Regions from separate parts of the Mus musculus genome. Here regions 1, 2, 4, 5, 6 and 7 are each linked to region 3. The links are chromatin contacts, called in public HiCAR-type and promoter capture Hi-C maps. All regions are on one chromosome and are shown on one strand. Each heading gives the region's core, a stretch centred on a gene start, on an enhancer-like site or on the middle of the called end of the contact. The rest is flanking DNA. Distances are from core to core; before and after follow the strand shown. Region 1 holds the start of Psmg1 (proteasome (prosome, macropain) assembly chaperone 1). Region 2 holds the start of Dnajc28 (DnaJ heat shock protein family (Hsp40) member C28). Region 3 holds the start of Dop1b (DOP1 leucine zipper like protein B). Region 4 holds the start of Urb1 (URB1 ribosome biogenesis 1 homolog (S. cerevisiae)). Region 5 holds the start of A930006K02Rik (RIKEN cDNA A930006K02 gene). Region 6 holds the start of Hmgn1 (high mobility group nucleosomal binding domain 1). Region 7 holds the start of Ifnar1 (interferon (alpha and beta) receptor 1).

The links. Promoter capture Hi-C pulls out the DNA fragments that hold promoters and counts their contacts. HiCAR-type assays count read pairs that join an accessible place to other places. Capture Hi-C pulls out chosen DNA fragments and counts their contacts.
Region 1: a promoter capture Hi-C map of liver shows a contact between it and region 3, with 2.3 times the contacts expected there. The contact joins the promoter of Psmg1 here to the promoter of Dop1b in region 3. A contact is called at or near these places in 2 of 39 promoter capture datasets (erythroid cells and liver) and 1 of 115 datasets of contacts at active chromatin or transcription factors (astrocytes).
Region 2: a contact with region 3 is called in a promoter capture Hi-C map of liver, with 6 times the contacts expected there. The contact joins the promoter of Dnajc28 here to the promoter of Dop1b in region 3. A contact is called at or near these places in 3 of 39 promoter capture datasets (liver, neutrophils and pre-B cells) and 1 of 9 other capture datasets (macrophages).
Region 4: a promoter capture Hi-C map of liver shows a contact between it and region 3, with 4 times the contacts expected there. The contact joins the promoter of Urb1 here to the promoter of Dop1b in region 3. A contact is called at or near these places in 1 of 39 promoter capture datasets (liver) and 2 of 9 other capture datasets (adipose tissue and liver).
Region 5: a HiCAR-type map of astrocytes shows a contact between it and region 3, with 4 times the contacts expected there. The contact joins the promoter of A930006K02Rik here to the promoter of Dop1b in region 3. A contact is called at or near these places in 1 of 39 promoter capture datasets (embryonic stem cells) and 1 of 115 datasets of contacts at active chromatin or transcription factors (astrocytes).
Region 6: a promoter capture Hi-C map of pre-B cells shows a contact between it and region 3, with 3 times the contacts expected there. The contact joins the promoter of Hmgn1 here to the promoter of Dop1b in region 3. A contact is called at or near these places in 1 of 39 promoter capture datasets (pre-B cells) and 1 of 115 datasets of contacts at active chromatin or transcription factors (astrocytes).
Region 7: a HiCAR-type map of embryonic stem cells shows a contact between it and region 3, with 5 times the contacts expected there. The contact joins the promoter of Ifnar1 here to the promoter of Dop1b in region 3. A contact is called at or near these places in 1 of 39 promoter capture datasets (liver) and 1 of 115 datasets of contacts at active chromatin or transcription factors (embryonic stem cells).

The regions. Positions count from the first base shown.
Region 1 is chr16:95,989,375-95,992,817 of GRCm38.p6, forward strand. It overlaps Psmg1 (proteasome (prosome, macropain) assembly chaperone 1), which reads right to left and starts at 1,586. Exons shown (of 7, transcript NM_019537.3): 1 at 1,380-1,586; 2 at 118-224. The coding sequence starts at 1,516. It overlaps Brwd1 (bromodomain and WD repeat domain containing 1), which reads right to left. Exons shown (of 42, transcript NM_145125.3): 42 at 2,718-3,443.
Region 2 is chr16:91,617,215-91,620,824 of GRCm38.p6, forward strand. Dnajc28 (DnaJ heat shock protein family (Hsp40) member C28) reads right to left here and starts at 1,785. Exons shown (of 2, transcript NM_138664.2): 1 at 1,544-1,785; 2 at 1-165. The coding sequence starts at 140.
Region 3 is chr16:93,710,413-93,713,608 of GRCm38.p6, forward strand. Dop1b (DOP1 leucine zipper like protein B) reads left to right here and starts at 1,495. Exons shown (of 37, transcript NM_027293.1): 1 at 1,495-1,656.
Region 4 is chr16:90,808,611-90,811,852 of GRCm38.p6, forward strand. It overlaps Urb1 (URB1 ribosome biogenesis 1 homolog (S. cerevisiae)), which reads right to left and starts at 1,803. Exons shown (of 39, transcript NM_029497.1): 1 at 1,589-1,803. The coding sequence starts at 1,730.
Region 5 is chr16:91,463,468-91,466,834 of GRCm38.p6, forward strand. A930006K02Rik (RIKEN cDNA A930006K02 gene) reads left to right here and starts at 1,637. Exons shown (of 2, transcript NR_077219.1): 1 at 1,637-2,169.
Region 6 is chr16:96,125,927-96,129,276 of GRCm38.p6, forward strand. It overlaps Hmgn1 (high mobility group nucleosomal binding domain 1), which reads right to left and starts at 1,799. Exons shown (of 6, transcript NM_008251.3): 1 at 1,664-1,799; 2 at 1,506-1,535; 3 at 1,385-1,414; 4 at 1,227-1,277. The coding sequence starts at 1,678.
Region 7 is chr16:91,483,418-91,487,117 of GRCm38.p6, forward strand. It overlaps Ifnar1 (interferon (alpha and beta) receptor 1), which reads left to right and starts at 1,798. Exons shown (of 11, transcript NM_010508.2): 1 at 1,798-1,999. The coding sequence starts at 1,927.

The DNA.
Region 1 (3,443 bases), core at 336-2,835, 2.3 Mb after region 3:
ACCTGAGCCACATGCCCAGGACCTGTTGTGAACTTTTTAAAATACGTAAGATACATGCAGAAGGACCTTCGAGTCCATTCTTCCAACGGGACATATACTCCTGACACTGGCACTTACCTGTTGCGTTGCTTCCTACTGCAATTATAAACTTGGAGCAAGGGTGTGTCTCTAGGAGCACAGCCTCCAGAGATGTTTCTGTCTGTCTTCGGAGAAGCCGAACCTCCCTAACAGCAAGAGACAAAAGTGAACAAATATGACTGTGACCACCAGTTCACTGTAAGAGATGGTGATGGGCAGAATGACAGTCAGATTAAGAGATTAAGTGATAGGTGCTATATAGAGCTGGATGTATAAATAGATGGAAGACAGATGAGATCGATGGTAGACATGTTACTTATAGATATTTATATGGGTAGTAGAAAGGTGCTATATTTACATATACATGGATGGATAAATAGGTAGGTGATAGAAGACAGAGATGAGTGGATAGTTGGATGGATAGATGGTGTTAGATAAAATAATCAGTGTCCTTGGTGCCCTTGCAAATGGATAAAACACTTTCTTTTTATGAGTAAAACTACTAACAAACTTCATACTAGCCTGACACACACAATGCCAGCACCCACAAGCCAGACACAATGTAAAAAGACACTAAAAGCATCTCCAACACTCCAGCCCGCAAAATGCTGAATGTGACCAAGACTTCAAACAAACGTTCAAGCATTTAGCTGTGGCAAAAGTAAGCTAAGACTGACCATCAGACAAATCAGGGCTCTCGGGAAGAGTGTGAGAAGTGAGAGGGAGCTGTCAAATGAAACGAACTGCCAAAAGTGTCTGTCGTTGACACAATCACCGGGAAGTGTATTTTAAAAATCTAGGTGAATTTGACTGTGGACTGGTATGATACTGAAAACGTGTTATTAGCAAACGTGGGGTAGGGAAGGTGCTAAGTTGCCAACACAAACATGACGACCCAAGTTCTGATCCGAGAACCCGCCTAAAAGCTCAGAATGGAGGTACTGAAAAAATAGGAGAATCAACAAAGTTTAATTATGTGCATATTTTATGTGTGGGTTTGCTCTAGAGTACAAATAATTGAGACAGCATGCTTAGGAAGACGTGTGGGGAGTCCTAATCGGAAACTCGTAGGGGTGGTGGGAGAGGAAATGAATGTGGTAAAACCTTGACCAAGGAAGGGGCTGGCGTGACCTGACTTCTGTGTCTGAAAGTAGTTTTGAAAGAAATACGGCCGACATGCGGCGTGACCTAAAGTGCACGGTGGAGGGCGAGCATCGCTGGGCTGCCGACGTCCCAGCGTGAACGCAGGGCACCCTGCAGGCCGACACCGCCTGACGCTCGCAGCCTTCCGGGAGCCTGACCTCTTCCGCGCCAGCTGCCGCCGGACCTCCCGGTCCTCCGGCGTGTCCCGCCTGCTCTGCTCCTCCTCCTCTTCTTCCTCCTCAGTCCCAGCTCTGCACGGCGCCTTCACCACCTCGCCAAAGAACGTGGCAGCCATGGTCCCTCAGCTCCGCGCGGCCAGACAGCGCATGCGCGCCGGCCCGCAGTCACGCCCCCTCCAAGCCACGCCCCCACCCCGCCTCCGAGCGAGGATACGCCTTCCGTGGGGGGAGGGGGGAGAACCTAAGAGCTTCCGGTCCGCCGCGAGAAATGTCCCGCGGCGCGCTTCCGTCATCCTGTTAACCGGGGCACGCAGCGCCCGCTCCACACCCGGCGACCCTCCTGCAAGGACCCACCCGTGGAGGAAACCCAGAGCTGCGGGTGAAGCACAGACAGCTCCAGGGTTGATGACTGCAAGCGGATTCAGAGAACATGAGTGAGGCTGCAAGGCTAGGCTTTTTAAAACCTGGCCATATGTAACTCATAGACCGTGTTTTCTACTTTAATGACAGGAAGAATGTGTGTTTCTGGTTTGTGTGCTGGAAGACAAAGAGCTCCACCGAATGCTGCTCCCACGAGAAAAAGGGTAACTGGCACCTCAGTGGGAAATAAAAACACATTCTAGATTTGCTTGTGAGGAAATGGAGACTGCATTGCCCAGGGTAAAATGTTTGGGGATCAGAGGGTCCTTTAAAAATCAAAACTCTTGGAAAGTTGTTTAAAAATCTCTCACAATGTAGAAAAACGATGCTTCAAGTCTACTGGGAGGAAAAAGCATATCAATCTTAACATACATACTCACTGGTTAATAAAAAGCAGATGAATGCCGGGCAGTGGTGACACACACCTTTAATCCCAGCACCCGGGAGGCAGAGGCAGATGGATTTCTGAGTTCAAGGCCATCATGGTCTACAGAGGGAGCTCCAGGACATCCTTTGGCTACACAGAGAAACCCTGTCTAGAAAAACCAAAGAAATAAATAAAAAGCAGATGTATACCAACTAGAACACTTTGTGTGTAACTATAGCACACACACAAGATTCTCAGTGTGGTGTCTTTAAGACTCAGATTCCAGGGTTAGTAGAAGCGAGCTGAAGAGCAGATGTCCCTGGCTGTCTCTTTGCTGGTTTCTTAAGCGGATACTTTGCTGATAAAGATACTCGATTTGATTTCTCACTCACACATGAAAAAAGCACCAACAGAAATCTGAAGCGTGTTGGTAAATCATAGGGAAGTGGTGGCTTGTCGGCACACATTTGCAGGAGGGATTTTACTACAGTGTTACTCCATTCAGTCACAATAAAGAGACCAAACACTTTAAAGGGTAAATAAAAATATGTTCCAATTAAAGGCCAGAAAGGGATTCCATTATAAAAGGCTGGACAGGATCAGACAGCAAGATGTAACTTCAGATCTTCAATTCACACTGCCAAAATTCACAGGTCTTCATTAGACTGATATATTTTCATTTCATGGCATTTCTTGAGGATATAATTGCTCAATAAGTAATTCTATGACATTTGGGATTGGACATTTAAATTTTTCATTAAAGCTCAAAATAAATAAATAAATAAACCAAACCCATGCACCAAAGAGGAGGAAGGGAACTCTTCCTGTGCTTGTAGCAAGATGCTGAAGATTTCAGAGTGAGTTACAAAAAGACACACACTATGTTAGAATTCTGAGTTGTGTTTTTGTTTTAAGCAGGCATGCAACCACAAACAAGTTTCTCAAGTAATCTGGACACTTTGGCCATACATATAACTGAAAAAAATGTGCATTACTGTTAATGAAAAATACACACCCCTAGGTTCCATTGTTTTTTTGATTTATACATGCAAGTTATGCCTAATAGTCACAGCTATTTTTAATTGGAAAAACAAACTGTTGAAGACAAGTTTCTCCAGTAACATGATAAAAAGACTTGACAGTACATTCACAGGTCACATCTGGTGACCTTAATGTCAACAAATAGCCATGAACAACGAACTAAAGTCCACATCCTCTGTAGGCAAAACATTTGTAGCACAACGACCAGAGGCCAG
Region 2 (3,610 bases), core at 535-3,034, 2.1 Mb before region 3:
CTCAGCTTCTGGGATTCATGGGTTGATATCATCCTGGATCTGGGGTCTGAAAGCATTTTTATACCAGGAGGAATCAAGGAAGCGTTTGTTAGGTGCAGTCTCAAGATCCGAGTGGTCTTCATGCACACTGTGTTTATCATTGTATCTGGAATTCTTAACAGTGATCTACAAAACAGCAAAGAGCAGTTGGATACACTTGTACTATCAGTCATTTTCTTTTCATCAATAACCAGGTAAGGGTATGGGTTCCATGTCCTTAGTAAGCTTTGGTTCTTGGGGGCAAGAGAATGGGTTGAGGTGTGGTTCCCAGCACCCACATGGCAGCTAATAAATGTCTCTCACTCTGGTTCCAGGGGGTCTGACTCCTTCTGGCCCACTCAGGCATTGGACACACATGGTGCACAGCCATAGTGTAGGCAAAACACCATATGTATATAAAAAAGAAAGTCAGTTCTTTGTAACAATGTTGCTAAACAAGAATATATAAGTATCTATGACTTTTCTTGGTGCAGCTAGAAAATGACAGTGATGTTTGGCTATCACATAGTGTGACAGGAACTGAAGTCTACTGCTTGAAGACAGGGTTTCTCTCTGTGTAGCTCTGGTTGTTCTGGACTCACTTTGGAGACCAGGCTGGCTTCAAACATAGAGAGATCCACCTGCCCCTGCCTTCCATGTTCTGGGATTAAAGACATGCATACCTCCGCCCGGATCCAATGCACAGAATTTTAGATCTAGAAAGTTGTTAAAACTCATCTAACCTAATTTTCTCATTTTATAAGAAAACGGGTCCAGAAGGTTAAGCAACTCTTAAGGTTAACCAAAGAACTTACATTACCAGGTACTGCAAATGGTTAGGTTTGGGGCACAGTAAAGCTTAACTGCTTTTTGCTTGTTTGTTTTTGAGATAGGGTCTCTCTACATAGCCCTGGCTGTCCTGGGACTCATTATGTAGACCAGGCTGGACTTGAACTCACAGAGGTCAGCCTGCCTCTGTCTCCTGAGTGCTGGGACTAAAGGAGAGCATCCAAGCCCCACACTTGGCTTAGCTATACTCAGCAAATTACACATTTCCCTGAGCACAATTTGTGTTGTTGTTTTGTTTTGCATACAGTGTAGAATGGTCGTCACCATTTCCAAGTATCTAACTTGCTGCATATCAAACAGGGAACATACAGACCGGTACTCAGTGGGACACCAGATGGGACTGAGAATCAAGAATGCAAGCGACTTTAAGGTCTGCACCTCGCTATTTGCTAGGTGCCAGGGCAAGGAAGGGCGATAAAGGGTGAGAGAGCTTTTGCTGTATTTAAAAACGCATGGTCCTGTGGAAAAAGATACTGAACACTGACGAAAGGCAACGGAGTACTTACTGGAGGATTACTGATCCTTTGAATGTAAGGTGCGTTTTAGAAGTCATGGTAGCCCGATGTCACAATATAGGGGTCAGTGGATTTTAGAGTTGTCTGGGATGCCGGTGGTTATGCTCACCGTGGTGAGGGGTGCCTCAGAAGAGTGTCGGTCCGCTGCACCCCCTACTCACCTTCACAGACGTGATGGGGGTTCAGCGGCTCGAAGCTCAAGCTGCGCCTTTGCGCAGCACGCGTGGCCCGCTCCGTCCCTGTCTCGGCTACTGGACCCTCTGCCGCGCTACACTGCAGAGCCTTTCTTCATACCTTACTACGACAGGTAGTTTCCCTCACCAGGGACAGCGATCTCTTTCTTATAAAACCATCCCCCACGGAACAGAGGACAGACTCCCCTGGACGCTTGTTGTTGTGCCGGGGGCGATAGGCCCCGCCTCTACCCGCTTTCGAGGGCAGGGTTCGGCCGATTTGGATTGTGGGAAATGTAGTTCTCCGGCAGGTGCAGAGTAGAGGCATTAGGGCCTGGAGAGGAGTTATGGCTTGTGATAGATTTGTGACCCCAACGTGTATGTAATTTGAAGAGCACTGACCTCAGTAAATTGTTTTAAATGGAGGAAGATTAGGCCGTTTGCCTCTATGGGACACCTGCACCGTCAGTAGGCTTCTTTAAGCCTAGAAAGATGGTCTTTCCTTCAACCAAGTTTGGATTAAAGGTGTGCGCCACCACTGCCTGGCCCAGCCAAGTTTGTTTGGGTGGATGGCTCTTGTTTTTTGACACTGTCTCCCTTAGCCCAGGCTGGCCTCACACTCGCTATGTAGTAAAGAGGGATTTTGGGTTGCACATCCTCCATGCTTCCGTTTTCCAGGTGCTGGGATTACACAGTAAAATTGCTACTTGTTTATGGAATGTTGGGGATATAAAACCAAGGGCTTATGCATGCAAGGCAAGTTCTGTCAGGGCTCTGCGTATTGTACGATACCTCACCCCATTGAGCACCGCACATAGCCAGGGGTTGGAAAAGAAGGGAAAAATGTGTCTTTGGTTTTATTTTATTCTTTATTATTTTATTTTTATTAATTATTATTATTTGGTTTTTTTGAGACAGGGTTTCTCTGTGTAGCCCTGGCTGTCCTGGAACTCACTCTGTAGACCAGGCTGGCCTTGAACTCAGAAATCCACCTGCTTCTGCCTCCCAAGTGCTGGGATTCCCTGCCTCTTGTCTCTTGAATGGTTAAAGACATGTCACCGCACTCCATCCTAAAGATACAGTTTTAAAAAAATTAGCGGCACACTTTTAATCCCAGCATATAAAGGCAGAGTCAGGTGGATCTCTGTGAGTTTGAGGCCAGTCTAGTCTGAAACTCTGTAGACCAGGCTGGCCTTGAACCCACTTGCCTCTGCCTCCCAAGCGCTGAGATGAAAGGTGCGTGCCACATCTGGCTTTGAAAATCTTATTACACCGGTTATGTTTTGTATGTGTAGTTTCGTGTTTTGTATGCTGTGGTCTCTACTGGTGGAGTTGGTTGTCTGCTTCTGTCGTGTGGATCCTGGTGGTCAAGCTTGAATGAAGGTAGAGTCTTTACAGGTTGGGCTATCTCAATCTTGAATAACTAATGTGTATATAGTAGCCGCTCACACTCAATGTGTCTAAATAGTATTCTGTTGTGACCATCATGAGAGCCAAGCATTGTGGGAGTTTGGCTGTGCTGCCTGAAAAGTGTTAGCCCATCGCCCGGGCTTGCTGACTCAGCACAACCTTCATCTGGGTCCACTGCTCCCACCTGTTGTATGCAAATCTGCCTTAACTGCCAGTGGCTGGCGGAGGGGCTTGGGTATATAGGCCAGGGAAGGCAATTCAGGAGGCTGGCTAAGCTCTGTAAGGAAGCCTAGTGATGTCTGCCCAGAGTGAGCTTTGGCAGAATGGCCCTGGGTTTGGGACCCAGGGAGAACGGAGACATGGTTTCCTCTTCCCCTGGGAAGGGGTGTGGCAGCATGCCCTGCCGACTCCTCCGCCTTCTATTATCACCTCTGCTATTTTAAGGCGTATTTTGATTTCAGGCAACCAGACACATGGATTCTCCTCTGGAGACCTGGTATCAGCTACTGTAGGGCAAGGCTGGTACTTAAAAAACGGGTGGAAGATTAGCTTGAAATAAAGAGCTAGAGCATTAATGTCCTCTGTTGTTAATCTTGAGTACCGAGGTCAAACTGAACATTCTAATCTCCAGGTCATGGGGTCACC
Region 3 (3,196 bases), core at 245-2,744:
TATTGGATGGATCACAGGACCCCCAATGGAGGAGCTAGAGAAAGTATCCAAGGAGCTAAAGAGATCTGCAACCCTGTAGGTGCAACATTATGAACTAACCAGTACCCCATAGTTCTTGACTCTAGCTGCATATGTATCAAAAGATGGCCTAGTCGGCCATCACTGGAAAGAGAGGCCCACTGGACAGGCAAACTTTATATGCCCCAGTAGAGGGGAACGCCAGGGCCAAAAAATGGGAATGGGTGGGTAGGGGAGGGTGTGGGAGGGTGTGGGAGACTTTTGGGATAGCATTGGAAATGTAATTGAGGAAAATATGTAATAAAAAAAATAAGAAAAAAAAAAAAAAAGAACACAGAACCACCAGCCCAGGTATGTCTTTACCCACAATGGGCTGGGCCCTCTCCATCAATCACTAATTGAGAAAATAAGGTTTTGTCTGCTTATAGCCAGATCTTATGAAAGTATTTTCTCCATCGAGGTTCTCTCCTTTCAGCTGACTCTAGATTGTGTCAAATTGGCATAAAACTAGCCAGCACTAGATAGCTCTTTCTAAAATTTTCATGGAATAGGCTATCACTGAAATAACCTTAGTCGGTAGAAGGCGCTGTTTCATCTGGCAGCGCTGCTGCTGGCGTCATCAAGACACGGTCAATGTCAGAGTGAATCCTGCCAGCTCCCAGACCCCATCACTCTTCGAGGATGCATGGACACCTTAACCCGGAACCCCCAAGCCTTCTGTTCCTGTTACCTGGGATTCTTCCTGCCTCCACCCCACGATGAAGATTGTGGGTGTGGTCCTGACGCAAAGCCCAAGGGTGCACGACACTGGGAAGGCCCTGCTCCCAGAGTCCGGAAAGCCCAGGGTTTTTTTTTTTTGTTGTTGTTGTTTTTTTTTTTTTCTCTTTTTTTTTTTTTATTAGGTATTTTCCTCATTTACATTTTCAATGCTATCCCAAAGGTTCCCCATACTCAGCCCCCTTCCCCATACCCACCCCCCAAGCCCAGGGTTTTACCTGCCTGTTTATGTGAGACCTTACCCGACTACATCGCAAGGCCACGCCCACCACTGGCCCCCCAAGTTTAGACCAGCCTCCAGCCCCAAAAACCCCGCCCTCAGAGACCCCACCCACCATCGGTCCACTGGCAGCTCCACGCGTCCAGAGCCCCGCCTTGAGCACCGAGGCCCCACCCACTCTGCCAGACCCCTCCCCCAACCCCTCCGCCTCCAAGTCTCCTCTTTCGCTCTCCGCCCTATGTGACTGACCAGGGCGCGGCCCCACGCCGCAGAGGCCAAACCAACCCCGCCACCAAGGCCCCGCCCACACGCCTAGAGTCCCGCCCACGAGGAGAGAGGCGCCGCCATACCGTTAAGGCTCCGCCCCCGTTCACGCGCAACGTCATGACCCCGCCTACAATGGCCCCTCCCAGTCACCGCTAAGGACCCCGCCCCACGCCGAGGGCCTGCCTCCAGGTCCCGCCCCCCGAGGTCCCGCCTTCCGGCCCCGCCCCCAGCCGCCCAGTTCCCGGGAGTGGCGGCAGCTGGGCGGAGGCGCAGCGATACCTCCGCCTTCGAGGTCTCTGCCGAAGCGCAGAGCCGCCTTGTCCCGCAGCCGACGGGCTCCGTCCCACGCCCACCGCCGAGGTCCGCGGCCGCCGGTAAGTGTGGTCCCCGCGGGCCCGGAGCGGCAGAGGCGTAGAGCTCGGGCGGTGGCGCGTCTGCTGCAGTGCGGGTACGGCCGCGCGTGGGTGTGGGCTTCAGACCCGGCCTTCTGCGCCTGGCAGGGTCCGTGCGAGCGGGCCTCGGGCCGCAGGTGGAGGTCGAATGGCCACCGCTGTCAGCCTAGCCGGCCCAGGGCCGTTCTGGAAGCTCAGCCTTTGTTGGGCAGGGCTTCCAGGTTCCCTAATGGTGTCCCAGCAGCCGGCGTGCACCAGCCAGCCTGCCCCTGCGCCGGCGGATAAGCCGCGGAGGAGGTGCTCACCCGGTGACAGCAGTCCCCATCTCGGGAAGCCTGTGTAGGGTTGTTGAGGACACCCCACCTTTAAAAGCTATTCCTGTGAAGTGTCAGGTGTCTTGCTTTTTTTCCCCCCTCTAGTGCTATTTGATCTCAGTGTAAAAGACCGAATTCAAAACTGGGCCAGTTGGTAAAGAGGGTTGATGCGCTGTAGAAGCAGGGACATTATCAGCAAGTAAATAGGAAGGCTGCTGATTGTCGGCTTTTACTGTGTTCATCATACTCCTTCCTTGTAAGCATGTTTACAACCGACTTCCGGATCCAGCAGATGGCTTTTGCGTCTTCACCTGAGCTTAGAAATTAGGAATGGGTAAGGCGAGAGCACTCCTACGAATGCTTTCTGTTTCAAGGTAAAGGTATCGGGTGCACGTGTGCATAGGGCTTTGCGTATTATCTTTTGTAGCCTCCATAGCGCTATCAGCCCACTGAACTGCGGTTGTATCTCACAAAAATAGGTGTTGGAGATGGCTTGTGAGAGGGGCTGTTTAGAGGTTGACCTAGCCATTGTATAACAGAACTGAGCCCGAATCCTATGCCTACCACTAATCCCTAATATCCCCATCTTTCGGCAGTAATGTCCCTTGTGGGACTCCAGTGTGTTTCGTAAGTGAAATCAGTGTAGAGCTGACACAGAAACTGTGTAGTGTTGTAATTCCCCATGCCCGTATTTTGAAGGGGTTCGCTTGAATAACCTCTGAGCTTCTTACCTGTGCAGTTGTGCCAGCATTGGGCCCTCACAGAGAAAGAACTGCACCTGCTGCCTGTTCATACCTGGCTGACAGCCTCCTTGCCAAGGGCAGCCAGGCGCTCTCTGTCATCCTGGACACTCACCGTCTCAGTGATGCAGCTCTTCCTGGCATCATGAGAGTCCACACCTGTGGGCTCCGAGGACTCCTTTGCTGATAGCTTGCCTTCCTCTTTCCTCTCTTGTCCAAACCAGACTCGGATAGCTCTGTGTGTGTGTGTGTGTGTGTGTGTGTGTGTGTGTGTGTGTGAGAGAGAGAGAGAGAGAGAGAGAGAGAGAGAGAGAAGAGAGTGTGTGAGTGTGTATGTGTGTGTGAGAGTGTGTATGTGTGTGTAAGAGAGTGTATGTGAGTATGTGTATGAGAGAGAGTGTGTGAGTGTGTGTGTGTGTGTGAGAGAGAGAGAGTGTATGTGAGTATGTGTATGAGAGTGTGTGAGTG
Region 4 (3,242 bases), core at 553-3,052, 2.9 Mb before region 3:
CGTCACCAGTGAAGGGCAAGTATGTTGAAGAACCAGACTTGAGCAGATCCTTTCTGATCTAGAATCCCGACTCACTGGTCAGTCATCTCTCTACTGCTGACACTACTCAACTGAGTAGCCTTTGCCACTGAATCCCAAAGCTCCTCTCCACCACACAAAGGGAACAGCAAGAGCAACCTAAAAATCCCCAACACACACCCACCAATCCAATCCTTGAGAGCATTCCCATGACAGGAACTCAATGTGTACCAAGGAGGGAAAGGGAGAGAAAAATCCTGACATTATAGTCAAATAAAAATCTCCAAACTCCCACATTCACCCACTGACTTCAGCTTCGCAACGTCTTTCAATCACTTCATTAGTCATGTACCTGCCAACCTAGCTGTCCCCTGAAATGTAGACAGAAGCCTTTCAGGAACCGAGCTGGCGCTTTTCTTCTGCCAGGAAGGCTCCTTTCCCTATACAATTCTACAACTCATGAAAAACCTGCTTCCTTGGGGAAGCCTTCTTTGATTTCACAGATCAAGGTCCCAGGCCCATTAGGCACAATGGATAGCTGGCTCCTTCTGGAAGACCCGTGACTATGTGACTTTGCTGGTCACCTGCTTTCCCAAACTATCAGATTTGCAATGGCAAGACCTGTGCCAGGGTTTTATTCGCCCATTACATCTCTACCTAACAAACAGCAACTGCAATTAAATATCGAATAAGTGTGTGGGGCGCTAAATTCTGTGCTAGCAAAGGTGTCATCTTCTAAGCAAACGACCAAGGCGAGGCACCAAACGTTTAAAAATAAAAATTGTAAGAAAAACATTAGCTGAGAATACTTTTTGAGTCAGGGTCTCACTATATAGTGTTTACCGAGTCCCCTGGCTTGAGTTAGCCCAGGGCAGTTCAGGGAGACGGACAGCTTACTCTTCTTTGGACTGGCAGCAGCAGCAGCAGTCAGGAGTGCTCTGCCAACATGACACTGTCAGGATGGCACCAATTCTATCCTTAATCTTCAAATATTTCTAATGTTGGAAGTCAAGGTGTACTTGGTCTGGCACTTTCTAAGAAGATAAGGCTGGCCTTCAACTGACAGAAATCCTCTTGCCTCTTCCTCCCTCTAAAGTGCTGAATTAAAGGCACGAACCATCAAGCCCTGCGATAGTTTATTAACTTTGTAGTTTTGTTAACCTAAGAGAAATATTTCGCTGTCTTGTTTTTACCACCGCGTTGACGTCTGAACATGGTAACATGTTCAACTGTGGTTCTCCTCACAACCAATGTACTCCTTGCACGATTAGAAGTCGTTGTGAAGTGGTGTCACACTCTGCAGCGAGTGAAATTAAATTACAGAATCTGGCCCCTCTCGGTTACCGGTCCGGACAATCCTAGTCACTCGATTTAGTTGTAGGTCCTTATGGAACTTGTTACACGTGACATCCCGCCATTATCAGGGTTGACAGTTGGTTACTATGGGAACGGCTACTGACAGCCCAAGCAAGCTATCTCACTGAACTATTCTTGACTAACTCCGAGCCGGGCTCCGAGGCGCCGCTGTGCCGGCTACTGCCCCGAAGCTGAGGAGTCCGCTCCCACTCACCCGGTCCTGGGCCCTGCGCATCCTTCAGCAGGGTCTTGAACCGCACGCCCGTGAACTCCTCCGCTCGCGTTCGCTTGACTGTGCCAGCGGGGGACGCCGCGCTGCTGGGACCCTCTGACGCCTTCCTCTTGGGGACCCCCATGGCCCAAACCACCGGGCCAGCAAAACGGCACCCTCGGAAAACCCACGCGACCGGAAGCACCGGCGGCAAGGAAGGGGCGGGACTGGAAGGAAAGGCGGAGCCTATGAGGGGAAGCCGGTAAAAGAGCCGGTCTTCGGGTGAGAAAGGGCGGAAGGGGCGGGGCCTGCTGAAGGGGGCGTGGAGAAGGTAGAACACCTGGGGGCGGGGCCTTCTGGGGCGTGTCTCTGGGTGGTGTGGGCGTGGCTTGGTGCTTGGGTGGGGCCTGTAGGGCCTGGGATTTCCCCAAGGGTTCTCTGGCTGTGCTCTGCCTGCAAAGAAAAATCACATACCCGCCCTTAGCTGCAACAATCTGGGGCAGATGGATCAAAATGCTTCCCCTGCTCCCGCAACTCCCTGAGCAGGAAGAACTCCCAGACCCACAAAGAGCAGCACAAAGAGCTCAGATATTTAAAAATCTCTGAGCATTTTAATGATATCCTTTGAACAACTTCATGAGATTGATACTTCCTCAGTTCAAGCCCCCTGCGTGTAAGTGTAAGCCGGGTGAATTCCCGAGGGCTTGACATCAGGTGGACTTACCTCTGAAAAGCCCTAGCTTGGGAATGTGGTCCAGAGTGTCCGTAACCCTGAATCCCCAGTTTTTGTCACAACCCTAGCCAGAAGGCCTAGGCTGGTTAGATGTCATTTCAAGTAACCTCCATCCACGCTTGCTTCCCCCAAACCTTGATGCACTCCTTCTGTGGTGCTGAAGGCCAGGGGCGATCAAAGAAAGCAAGCATTTAAGAAAACCTCCTTGGACAGTGCCCGCATCTCAGCACCCTCGTTAAAAAGGAGACAACAAAGCCGGCTCTCCCCAGTCCTGGGCTGGAGAACGGCAAGTAATGTAATGTTTAAAGAACTGCTTTAAGGGGACAGAGAGTACGATACAGTTTTTATTTGTTGTAAGCTGTTGATTTACAGGCTGCATTCAATGCTCTGGCAAAAATGTGGGAAAGTAAAAACAGTCAGTTGCATAATTAAAAAAAACAGATCTTATCAATATCTTGGTATGTATTTAAAATTCCAAACTAGCCTGTTAGTTGGGAAATCGATGGTTTCTGAAATTCTCTGTCATATTCTTCTAGTCTAATAAGGCACACTTTTGGAAGCAAGTATCTTTTAAGCATCTAAGAATGTGGTCCCTGTCACTCCTATGATTTTAGAGTCCCTAAGAGAAAAACAAACAAACAAACAACAACAACAACACTTGCCTTTGACTTTGAGCCTGTAGCCTACAGAAACAACTGCATCTGTGGGAATCCCTAGGTCCCGGGCCTGTCAGAAAAATGAAGATGACTAAAACCATGAATAATTTTGAGAGAAGAGGCTGAAGACCGACTTGTGACCAATTGCCCATGTTGACACTCACCAGGACCCAAACAAAAGGCAGCAAGAAGAAGGAAGAAACAGTCTAAAGCCTTGAGTTTAGCTTATGTGATGTTGGGGGAAATTATCATCTCTCTGTACTAGTGG
Region 5 (3,367 bases), core at 387-2,886, 2.2 Mb before region 3:
GAAGAGGAAGAAGAAGAAGCTGGACCCCTTCTTTTTTTCCTTTATTTATTGTCCACATCCTGCTCTCGGTGTCAGGATACCCTGTGGCTGACAGTGTGCAGGCCTTGTGTGTGCTGCCACAGTCTCTGAGTTCACTTGTCTATCAGTCCTGCTCTATCTGGAAAACACTACCTCCTTCAGTCCTCTGTCACCTCTGACGCTTGTATCTTTCTGCCTCCTTTTTGGCCTAGACTCTTGTGCCTTGGTGGGGAGGGATTTGGTGGAGACATCACATTTAAGACCTTAAGCTCTAAAGTCTCACTCTCTTCATATTGTTTAGCTATAGATCCCTGTATCAGTTGTTCTAACTCAGAGGTTCTCAACCTTCCTGATGCTGTGACCCTTAAATACAGCTCTTCATGTTGTGGTGACCCCCCAACCATAAAACTTTCATTGCTACTCCATAACTGCAATTTTGCTACACTTATAAATTGTAATGTAAATACCTCTTTTCAGATGGTCTTAGGTAACCTTTGAATAAGGATCTCCAGCCAAAAGTTGAGAAACACTGTTCCAACGAGTTTGCAAGAACTCTTGGACAGTGGGAAATAGAAACTTTAACAACCTTAAGTATGTGTCACTGGTAAGGTTCTTCCCAATGACTTAGTAGCCACGACCAAAAACTGTTGGATCCACAGATCTTTAGGACTTGTTCATTTCATGAGTCAAACAGTCGTGGGGGTTGATTCTTTCGTTTTTGTCATTCAAGGAGCTTGGGTTTGAGCCTCTTTGTCTTGTTTTAACAACAGTTGTCATAGCTGCAATAATAACCCTAAGAAGATCTGAAGAGAGAGAGGGAGAGAGAGAGATTGATTCTCTGGCAGCCCAGGCTGGCTCTCCACTCCCAATATAATGGGGGCACCCTGCTAACTACCTGCTGAGGTTACAAACATGTGTTACCATGCCCGATTCAATTATTTCATTTTTGCTGCCACGGGGTATTGAACCCAGGATCCCATGCATGCTTGTCCAGAAGCTGCCGATGTCCTCATCCATCATCTTTAAATTTTATTTCCATAGCGTAGTCTTGAGGTATGTAAGTAAATAACCTTCTCAAACGCAGGCTCGAACTCTTTACGAATAGGTGTCAGGGAACCATAATCTCAGACCACCCCAGCCCCTAGGATGTCACCTCTCCGCACACTGGAAATTACCTGCCTCTCTGATACCACCGAGGGTGCCCGGCACCCGTGGGTTCCCACACTAGGTTCCAAGAGAGCCCTTGAGGAACGAGCCATAGCTCACACACACACACAAAACCAAGAAACGAAAGCGCTCAGTGCAGGAACTCTGAGCAGGCGCTCTAGCAGCAAACTGAGTTCGCCTCTGCTGTTGGAACAATTAACGGTGGGCTTCCGGAAGTGGGGAGGGTCATGACCTGTCAGGAAACGGAAATTAAGAGGACAGTGACTGCATACTACAGGGCCTTTGCAGAGGGGGCGGAGCTTTCATCGAGGGGTGGGGCCTGAGCGGAGGGCGGGACGGGGGCGGAGCAAATAGATGGGGTGTTCCCGAAGGGCAGAGCCCGGGCTGGAGGGTGTTGCTAGGAGGGCTGCAATGGGCCAAGGATTTTTTTTGGCGCGTCACTTGAAGTGACAGAAGACGTAAGAGGTAGGGCTGTCGTAGGCTCGGCGTCTCTGGTGCTGCTGGCCCAGGCACCTCGGGTTCTGCCCGTAGCCTTAGGTGAGCGAAGGCCGAGCAACGGGGAGTAATTGCTGGGCGCAGGTAGCTTGAGTCCAGCGCTCTCACCCCGACGCCCGCCCAATGGCTCTGCTCCAGCCTGGGATTCTGACCCGGGCCCGAGCCTGGGATGGCTGGTGGGTGGGAGACCAGAGAGCAGCAGAAATGTGCTTTCCAGCCCTAGTGCGGTTTGTCCCGGGTTAACGGAGGAGTGAGATGAGAGTATCACTCCTAACAGTCGAGCAGGCTAACAAAACAATAACAAATAAGCCAGGGAACCACTGGGCTAATTACATCGGGAGAATGGCGACTGCTCTAAGGGTGAGAGACAAGAGAGATCTCTTCATAGTGATGAAAACAAACAAACAAACAACAACAATAAAACCAAAAAAGACAGCCCGGCATCCCAGCCAGAACTCCTGGAGATAAGTTCCGACTCCTCTCAGGGAGGTAAGTGATGCCCCAGGTCTCACCCTGAAGATGGCACACGGTGGAATTCATGCTAGCAGCGTGACACAGCCCAGGGGGTTGCTTTGGAACCTTTGTTCTTGGAAAGTTTTATGTTCAGCTCAGGGTGAAAAGAGTTTTATGTCTATGTTCATGTAAAATTAACAATTGAGCAGGGTGTACATTGAGAAATTAATTTTCAGGAGCTAAAGAGACGGCTCACTGGTGCTGCTGCTCTTTCAGAGGACTGCTGTTGGCGTCGTGGCTAACTCTAGGGCAGTGTTTCCCAGCCTTCCTAATGCTGCAGCCCTTTAATACAGTCCCTCGTGCTGCGGTGAGGCTCAACCATAGAATTATTTTGCTGCTACTTCATAACTGTAATTTTGCTACTGTTATGAATCATAACAGGCAACCCATGTGAAAGGGATGGAGACCCACACAGGCTGAGAACCCGTGCTCTACAGCCTCTTAATTCCATCTCCAGGAAAATCTGATCTTCTGACCTCTGCACGTATATATACTTACACACACACACACACACACACACACACACACGCATAATTAAAAACAAAAATGACTCAAAATGTGGTGGCACCCGCCTGCAATCCAACACTGAGGTAATTGAGGAAAGCGGCTCAGGAGCACCATACCCTGTGCTGGGTGATGTGAGCTTGTCTCCTGGAACTACATTAAAGATGCTGAAGTGGATGGCCAGGTGGCGCGTCTGATAGGATCTTGATTATACCAGTCATTGAGTGTATGAACTAATTTAACGTTCAGCCAGTTAACAGTTATGCCAGTCATTAAGTGTATAAACTAAGTTAACTTTCAGCCAGTTAACAATTACACCAGTCATTAAGTGTGTAAACTCATTTAACTTTCAGCCAGTTAACGATTACACCAGTCATTAAAAGCGTAAACTAGTTAAACTTTTAGCTCTCTGTTCAGCTACTATCCATTTTACAGGAGTGGAAGCTGCAGCACTGAAAGACGAAGTCGCCTACTCACACTGTACAGCCAGTTTCTGGCTTAGCAGAAGAATGTCCTTCCTTCAGAGTCAGTCCAGAGGAGAGAGCGTTGTTGCTTAGCAACTGTTGGGCTGTTGGTGTTGTTTTGTGCCCTAGTGTTTGTGCCTGCGTGTTTTCCTGTGCAGCTGTATACATTGCTTTGCACCCGGATGTGGGGGTCAGAGGTCAGGCGT
Region 6 (3,350 bases), core at 549-3,048, 2.4 Mb after region 3:
GACCCAAGTGTATACTACTAGTTAGGTAATTAAAGAAACTAGGCATAAAAGTTTAGCGGAAATATAAAAATGAAGCCCTTCTCCCAAGTTTTTCTTTGGGAAAGCCAAAGGAAATCTGTTTCTTAAGCATGGTGGCCAGGTGTCAGGATGCATGCATGTCACCCCATTAGGTAAGAGGGACTGGAAGGCAGGCAAAAGGAAAGACAAAACACTTACCAACTCATTGCCCAAAAGAAGAAAATGGTTAATTGCTGCAGCAAACCTACTTAAGTCAAGCCTAAACTGCTCTTATCTTAAACTTTATAAGCAGCTCAAAATATAAACAAAAACATTAGAGGGAAATAGGTACGAATGCCCAAGTTTATACATACAGAAGAGACGGGGGACAGAAATATACAGACACTCCTTAGACCCTCAGGCAGTCTTCATGTCAGGATTGCTGCCCTGCTCTAGCCCAAGAAAGTCTAGTCCACATTACCACCATTCCTTGAAGCTGTATTTGAAAAGATCACAAACTATGACTTGAGAGATAGACGGTTCCCTGGCTAAGTTAAGTACTCAGCTGCTCTCCCAGAGGATCCAGGTTCAATTCCCAGCACTCACTTGGCAGCTCCAAACTATTAACTCTAAGTCCTCTTTTGGCCTCCAAAATGCACCTACCCACACACACAGGCAAAATACACACAAACATTTAAGGTAAAACGCCAACTAACTATGGGGAAAACAGTTCCTCCATTTTTACTCTGCTCCATAAAACGTCCTGGGCGGGGAAACTTTACTTTTAAACAACGTGCATACTTATGCGTCTGTGCATGCTCGGGCTGTGTCTGCAGAAGCCAGAAGAGGTTATCAGATCCTCTTATCCCTTGGAGCTGTCACTCAAGAGACTCAGGTCCCTCTGTAAGAGCATTGTGCATTCTTAACCAGTGAGTCATCTTCGGCTCATACAGGCTCTTGAGTTTTTGTGTTTTGCATGTACGTATGTGCACCGTGTACCTGCTGCTGGGAATCAGAAAAGGGCACGGATCCTCTGGGAACTGGAGGGACGGATGTTTCTGAGCTGTCCTGTGGGTGCTGGGAACTGAACTCAGGTCGTCTGCAAAGGCCATGTCGCTGCGGATGAGCGAACGGACTACATGCCGCCCCCACCCACCTTCCAGAAACCTCCCCAACACTTAGAACAACCTCAACTAAGCGGCCTGCCTGGACACCTTTTCGAAACCTACCTTTCCCGCGGCCTTTTTCGGCTTCGCGTCCACCTTGGCAGGGGCGGGCTTCTGGCAAGAGATAAATTAATAAAAGAAGGGGGTGTGAGGCGCTGAGCGGGCGAGCTGGGCCCGGCCCGCTCGCTCCCGTCCCGGCCCGGACCGAGCGCGGTACTTACGGCCGACAGCCTCGCGGAGCGGCGCTTGGGCTGCGGAGAGAAAGACGGGGTGAGCAGCGCATGTGAGCGGCACCCCACCGCCCGCCCCGATCCGCCCGGCCCACCCGAGGCCCGCACTCACCTCCGCCTTGGCGGCTCCATCCGCGCTAACCTGCAGGAGAAAGCACAGCGGAGAACAATGCGGCCGCGTGACGTCACGCCCAGCCGCCCGCACCCCGCGAAGATTCCAGAGCCCCTCAGACCCGAACCCTGCGGGCGCCGCGGCCCCGCCGCACTCACCTTCCTCTTGGGCATCGTGGCGGCGCGGGGTGGGAGACGCGTGCGTCGTCGGATCTGTCACCGAGGAGCCGCACTGCCAAGCCGCCGCCGCCACCACCACACGAACTGCTGCGACCCGTCGCGGGGGCGGTGGGAGAACCGGATGGAACCGGATTGGAGCCCGCCCCCTCTCCCCCCGCGCCTCCCCGCCAGCCGGGCCGCCCCCAGCCTCCATTGGCTGTCTAGGCCCACCGCGCGCGCCAGCGCCCCAGCCCTTGCTCCCGAATAGGCACGGCGAGCTGTCACTCCGCCGCATCGCCCCGCCCCCTGGCCCCCCACCCCTGCGGGCGCGACCCCGGCCGAGGGGCGGGCCGGAGTCGCCCGACCCCGCTAGGTAGTTTGTTTGAAGCCGACAGCAAAAGTGCGGCCTGCGCGCTGATAAGTGGGGGCGTGTCACGTGGCCTCAGCATCGCTTTCCCACAATGCTCCGGACCCCAGGCGCCCGCCCGCGGAGTCCACCCGCGGACCCCTCGGGTTCAGCAGTGCCTAGGCGTGATTTGCCATTCGCCCGGGAGGGCACAGGCGCAGCCAGCAGTGCGCAGGCGCGCGCGGGCCGGTCGCGCAGACTCAGGCTGTCCTACGCGCCTTTACTAGCCTATTTTTAGGTAACTATGTCTGTTTTAGGTCTTGCAGCTGTCTCGGGCTCTTGCCCTCCCCACTGCATGGACCCCTCCGTCCTGTGTTCAACTGTGTGCAGGAATCACATCGGCCCTTTACAGACCCAGTCCTTCGCGCAGCGGCGTCGGGTCTAGCTCCGACTTCCAGATTGCACCTTTTGTTTATGGAAGGCAGTTAATATTGAGTATACCTCAAGAATGCAGATAGCGGGCTGGGTACAAGAGTCCCACCCGCAGCCGTATTACTGCTGCTCAATTGTAAGAATTATCATATATGTCTTTGCCTACCATAAAACTTGTATTTAGGACAGGGAATTCGAATCTTTATCTCTTGCACCGTTTAAGATTTTTACACAAACGTTTTAATCCCCCTACCCAGTAAACCCTTGTTTCCCCAAAGGCCCACTGCTGTGTTCCTGGGATTAGATGGCTTGCAGCAGTGACTCTTTGTCGTTTGAGCCGCGACCCCGTTCCCTTCATCTGTGGTCCCATCTTTTCATGCATGCCAGACTGAATTAAGACTGTGAGGTCCTACCCCAACTAGTGGGGGAAAGACATTGACACCACTGGAGTTAAAACCAAATGCACTTCCTGTCCTTTGGTGTTTTAATCTCCTGATTTTACCCTCTTAAAAATAAAGTTTGCCCTTCCGGGAAGCCCACCAGAGATGACCACTCAGACACAGTTTATAGCCAATTGGAAGTCTTTCTTTCCCAGGATAGCCAGGGCCACATAGAGAAAATGTCTCAAATGACAAAGTCTATTCCAGCGGCTATTCTCAGGTATTCAGGGTTTAAGTGTAGCCTGGAGCATTTAGACCAAGGGGCTTTTAGAAGCAAAAGTTATATCCTGTTGTCTCCCTCTGTAGCTGCAGGGGAGGTTTGCAGAAGCAAGCAGTTAAAGAGCAGCTAAGGTAAGTTAGCTGGGGGCGTCTTGGCCTCTGGTCCTGGAATAGAGTTGGGCAGTTTTCTACAGGATTCTCCATCAAGGAGATCAAATTCTAGTTAAACCTGACATGGCCTGAGCAAGAC
Region 7 (3,700 bases), core at 548-3,047, 2.2 Mb before region 3:
ATTATACGGTAGAGGTATAGAGAGAAAGACAGTCTAATACTGGCATAAAAACAGACAGGAAGGCCAATGGAACAGGTCAGAGGACCTGGAAATAAGCTGGCAAACCGTGTCCCCCCGCCTCTAGAGAAAAGAGGCAAAACCATGGGGATTCAACAAATGGTGCTGGCAAAACTGGACATCCACCTGCAGAAGAATGAGGTTATGGCTTTCACTTTATACAACAGCCAGTGGATCAAAGACTTTAAAACCTGAAGCTTGTAGCCAAAAACACTGGAAATACTGTTCATGACACTGGGGAGGCAAGAACTTTCTGAATGGTAACTAACCCCAAGTCTCAACAGATGGGATTAGTAGATTCATGAAGTTACAGAGCTGAACATCAAGGGAGACTATCTGTGCATCACACAGGCTACAGGATGGGCAAAAAGCCTGTCCAGCTATACCTCAGACAAGGCTCTGATATCTCAAATTCATAAAGAACTTCAGAAAATAAGGAAATGAATCTACCAGGAACAAATGGCCCAATAAATCGAACACAGTTTTCAAACGCTGAAATATGCACCCAGTAACTATCTTTAAAGAACTTAATGTCCTGAGCCACCAGCAAAATGCACACTGACACTGCTTTGCCATTCTACCCCACCCTAGTCAGAATGGCTGACAAGAAATCTGACGAATGATGGTGAGGAAGCAGAGAGGAACTCTTTTTTTTTTTTTTGAGACAGGGTTTGTGTGTGGAGCCTTGGCTGTCCTGGAACTCACTCTCTAGTCCAGGCTGGCCTCGAACTCAGAAACCGCCTGCCTCTGCCTCCCAAGTGCTGGGATTAAAGGCATGTGCCACCACGCCCGGCATAACAAATAAGTTTCTTACTTTTTTTTTTTTTTTTTTCTTTTTTTGGTTTTTCGTGACAGGGTTTCTCTGTATAGGCCTGGCTGTCCTGGAGCTCACTTTGTAGACCAGGCTGGCCTCGAACTCAGAAATCCGCCTGCCTCCGCCTCCCGAGTGCTGGGATTAAAGGCGTGCGCCACCACGCCCGGCCCAACAAATAAGTTTCTTTATAAGATAGTAATCAGACAGAGACGGAGTTAAGGGGGTAGAGAGAGGGCTCAGTGGTTTAAGGGCACGTGCAGAGGACTGGCGTACAAACATGGTAGCTCGGAAGATCAGTAACTTTAATACCAGGGTATCTGCGCTCTACTGGCCTCCATGGGTACCAGGCACGCATATATGTACGGTGCACATATATGCATGCATGCATGCATGCAAAACACTCATACACATAAAACCAGCCTAAAACCACATTATTAGACAAAAGATCCAAACGCTGCATAATTCAAAACCCAAAGATTGAGCGAGTCACAACAGCAAACCATCCCACAAAATCAGGGAATCAAGTATAAAGATCTTGTGCAGTTGAGATAAAAGTGTTGCCGGCGCCTTCCAGGTCCCAGAGTCATTTGATCCACGGCCTCCAGGGATCCCCACACCAGGATTCGAGCCAGTGGACTAGTAACCCCCGGGGCAACGCCTCCGAACCCCCTCCGGACAAAAACAGGAAGCTGAGCCCGGAAGGAGGAGGGGCTGCGCAGGCGCACTGACTGCACCCCGCTTTCCTCTCAGGAGTCTAAGGACAATGCTGGGCAGTCTTTCCGGAAGTGGGGGCGGAGCGTGGCAGGGACCTCAAAGTCCCCAGGCCTTGACTGGACCGCGCCCGGTACTTTCCGAGCCGCTTGCTCGCGGAGAGAGCGTGGCGTCAGCGGAGAAGCTGTGCTGGGTGGAGGGGCGGGGGCGTTCACGGAAGGGGCGGGGCGCTGGAGGGGGCGGGGCGTCGCGGAGGGCCTAGCTGCCCAGAGGTAGTCTCCAGCTCCGCGGTGCTGCTGAGGAGAAGGAGGAGAATGTGAGCCGCCGCCCGGCCTCCCAAGACGATGCTCGCTGTCGTGGGCGCGGCGGCCCTGGTGCTGGTGGCCGGGGCGCCTTGGGTGCTACCCTCAGCTGCAGGTGAGCCGAGGGGCCTGTGCGAGGGCCGGGCACCATGGAGGGAGAGCTGGGCGCGGGTGACCAGAGTCCGCGACGCCCGCCCCCTGCGCCGCTCTTCAGCCTGAGGACGCTACCCGGGCCGAGCCTCAGGGCTGCTGGTGGGCGGGAGACCAGACAGCAGCAGAAATGCGCTCCCAGCCTAGTGCGGTTTGTCCCGGGCTGAGAGGAGTGAGGTGAGAGGCCCCCTAACCGGCCCGAAGTCAAAACCAGGAAACCACTGGGCTAGTTACATCGGGAGAATGCCCACTAAGGGGAGAGACAAGAGTTTTCATAGTGATGTGAGGAACCTAAAAAAGACGACCTAGCCTCACTCCTGGAGGAAAGTTCTGATTCCTCTTAGAAATCTGTATATCTGGGAAGTAAGTGATTGCCCCAAGTCTCACCCCGAAGATGGCCCATTTCTGGCTAGACGTGCATGATGTACATGCAGGCAAAGTGGTCACACATATACAGTAAATCGGAAAAAGACTATTATGAACAGAATACTGTAACTGCTACAAATGCTCTTGGGTCTTTTGTTAATCTCATGAGCACATTTGCTGCTCTTTCTGCACAGAATCAGTAAATCCCAACAGTTGGACTGGAGATCAAGCTAAGAGGATACGGATAACAGGATAGAGTCAGTTTAGGGATGACATCAAAGACTCCGTTGGTGGTACTGGAAGTGTGGCTCAGTGGTAGTGTGCACTTAGCATAGACAGCACTGAGAAACTGACAACTCAGAGTGGGGAGACTTGATGGATAGCTCCTGGTGGCTGAAAAGAAAGAAATTCAGACATCTCAGATGCATCCTCTTACATAGGATGTAACTAGAGGCAGTTCTGTAACCCTCTGGAGTAGAAGCTTGACAGGCGACATGACATGATAGTCTGAGGCAGAAGTTTTCAAAACAGGAGATAACAGTGGAGCCAGACATAGCGTTAAAGGACACTTTTTAAAGTTAAAGCCTCGTTCGGGCTGGAGAGGCGGCTCACAGGTAAGAGCACTTATTGCTCTTGCAGAGGGACCTGGATTGGTTCCCAGCACACAGTTGGTGACTTGCAACCTTCCCTAAATCCTGCTTTGTTCCAGGGGATTGGAATACACTTTTCTGACTTCCTTGGCTATGGGGCACATGTGGTGCACACACAAATGTGCAGGCAGAACACGTATACACATACAGAAAGTCTTTAAAAAACTTGCCTTGATAAGCAGGCATGGTTGCATCAGTGTCACACAAAAAGGACTTTACATCACATTTTAACACAAAGGAGTGACTCTGCTTTGCAGTGAAATTAAAAAATTTATTCTGAAATGTGAGACATACATGTTAAAGGAGTAAGGGGGCCTGTTCTCGGAAGAGTCACAGGTCTATTCTCTACCTACTTGTCCTTGAAGTGTTAGGTTAGTGTCTCAGTTAGGGTTTTACCGCTGTGAACAGACACCATGACCAAGGCAAGTCTTATAAAAGACAACATTTAATTGGAGCTGGCTTACAGGTTGAGAGGTTCAGTCCATTATCATCAAGGGAGGAGCAGGGCAGCATCTAGGCAGACATGGTGCAGGCAGAGCTGAGAGTTCTACGTCTTCATCTGAAGGTGGTTAATGGAAGACTGGCTTCCAGGAAGCTAGGGTGAGGGTCTTAAGCCCACGCCCACAGTTGGAAGACCACACCTCCAAATA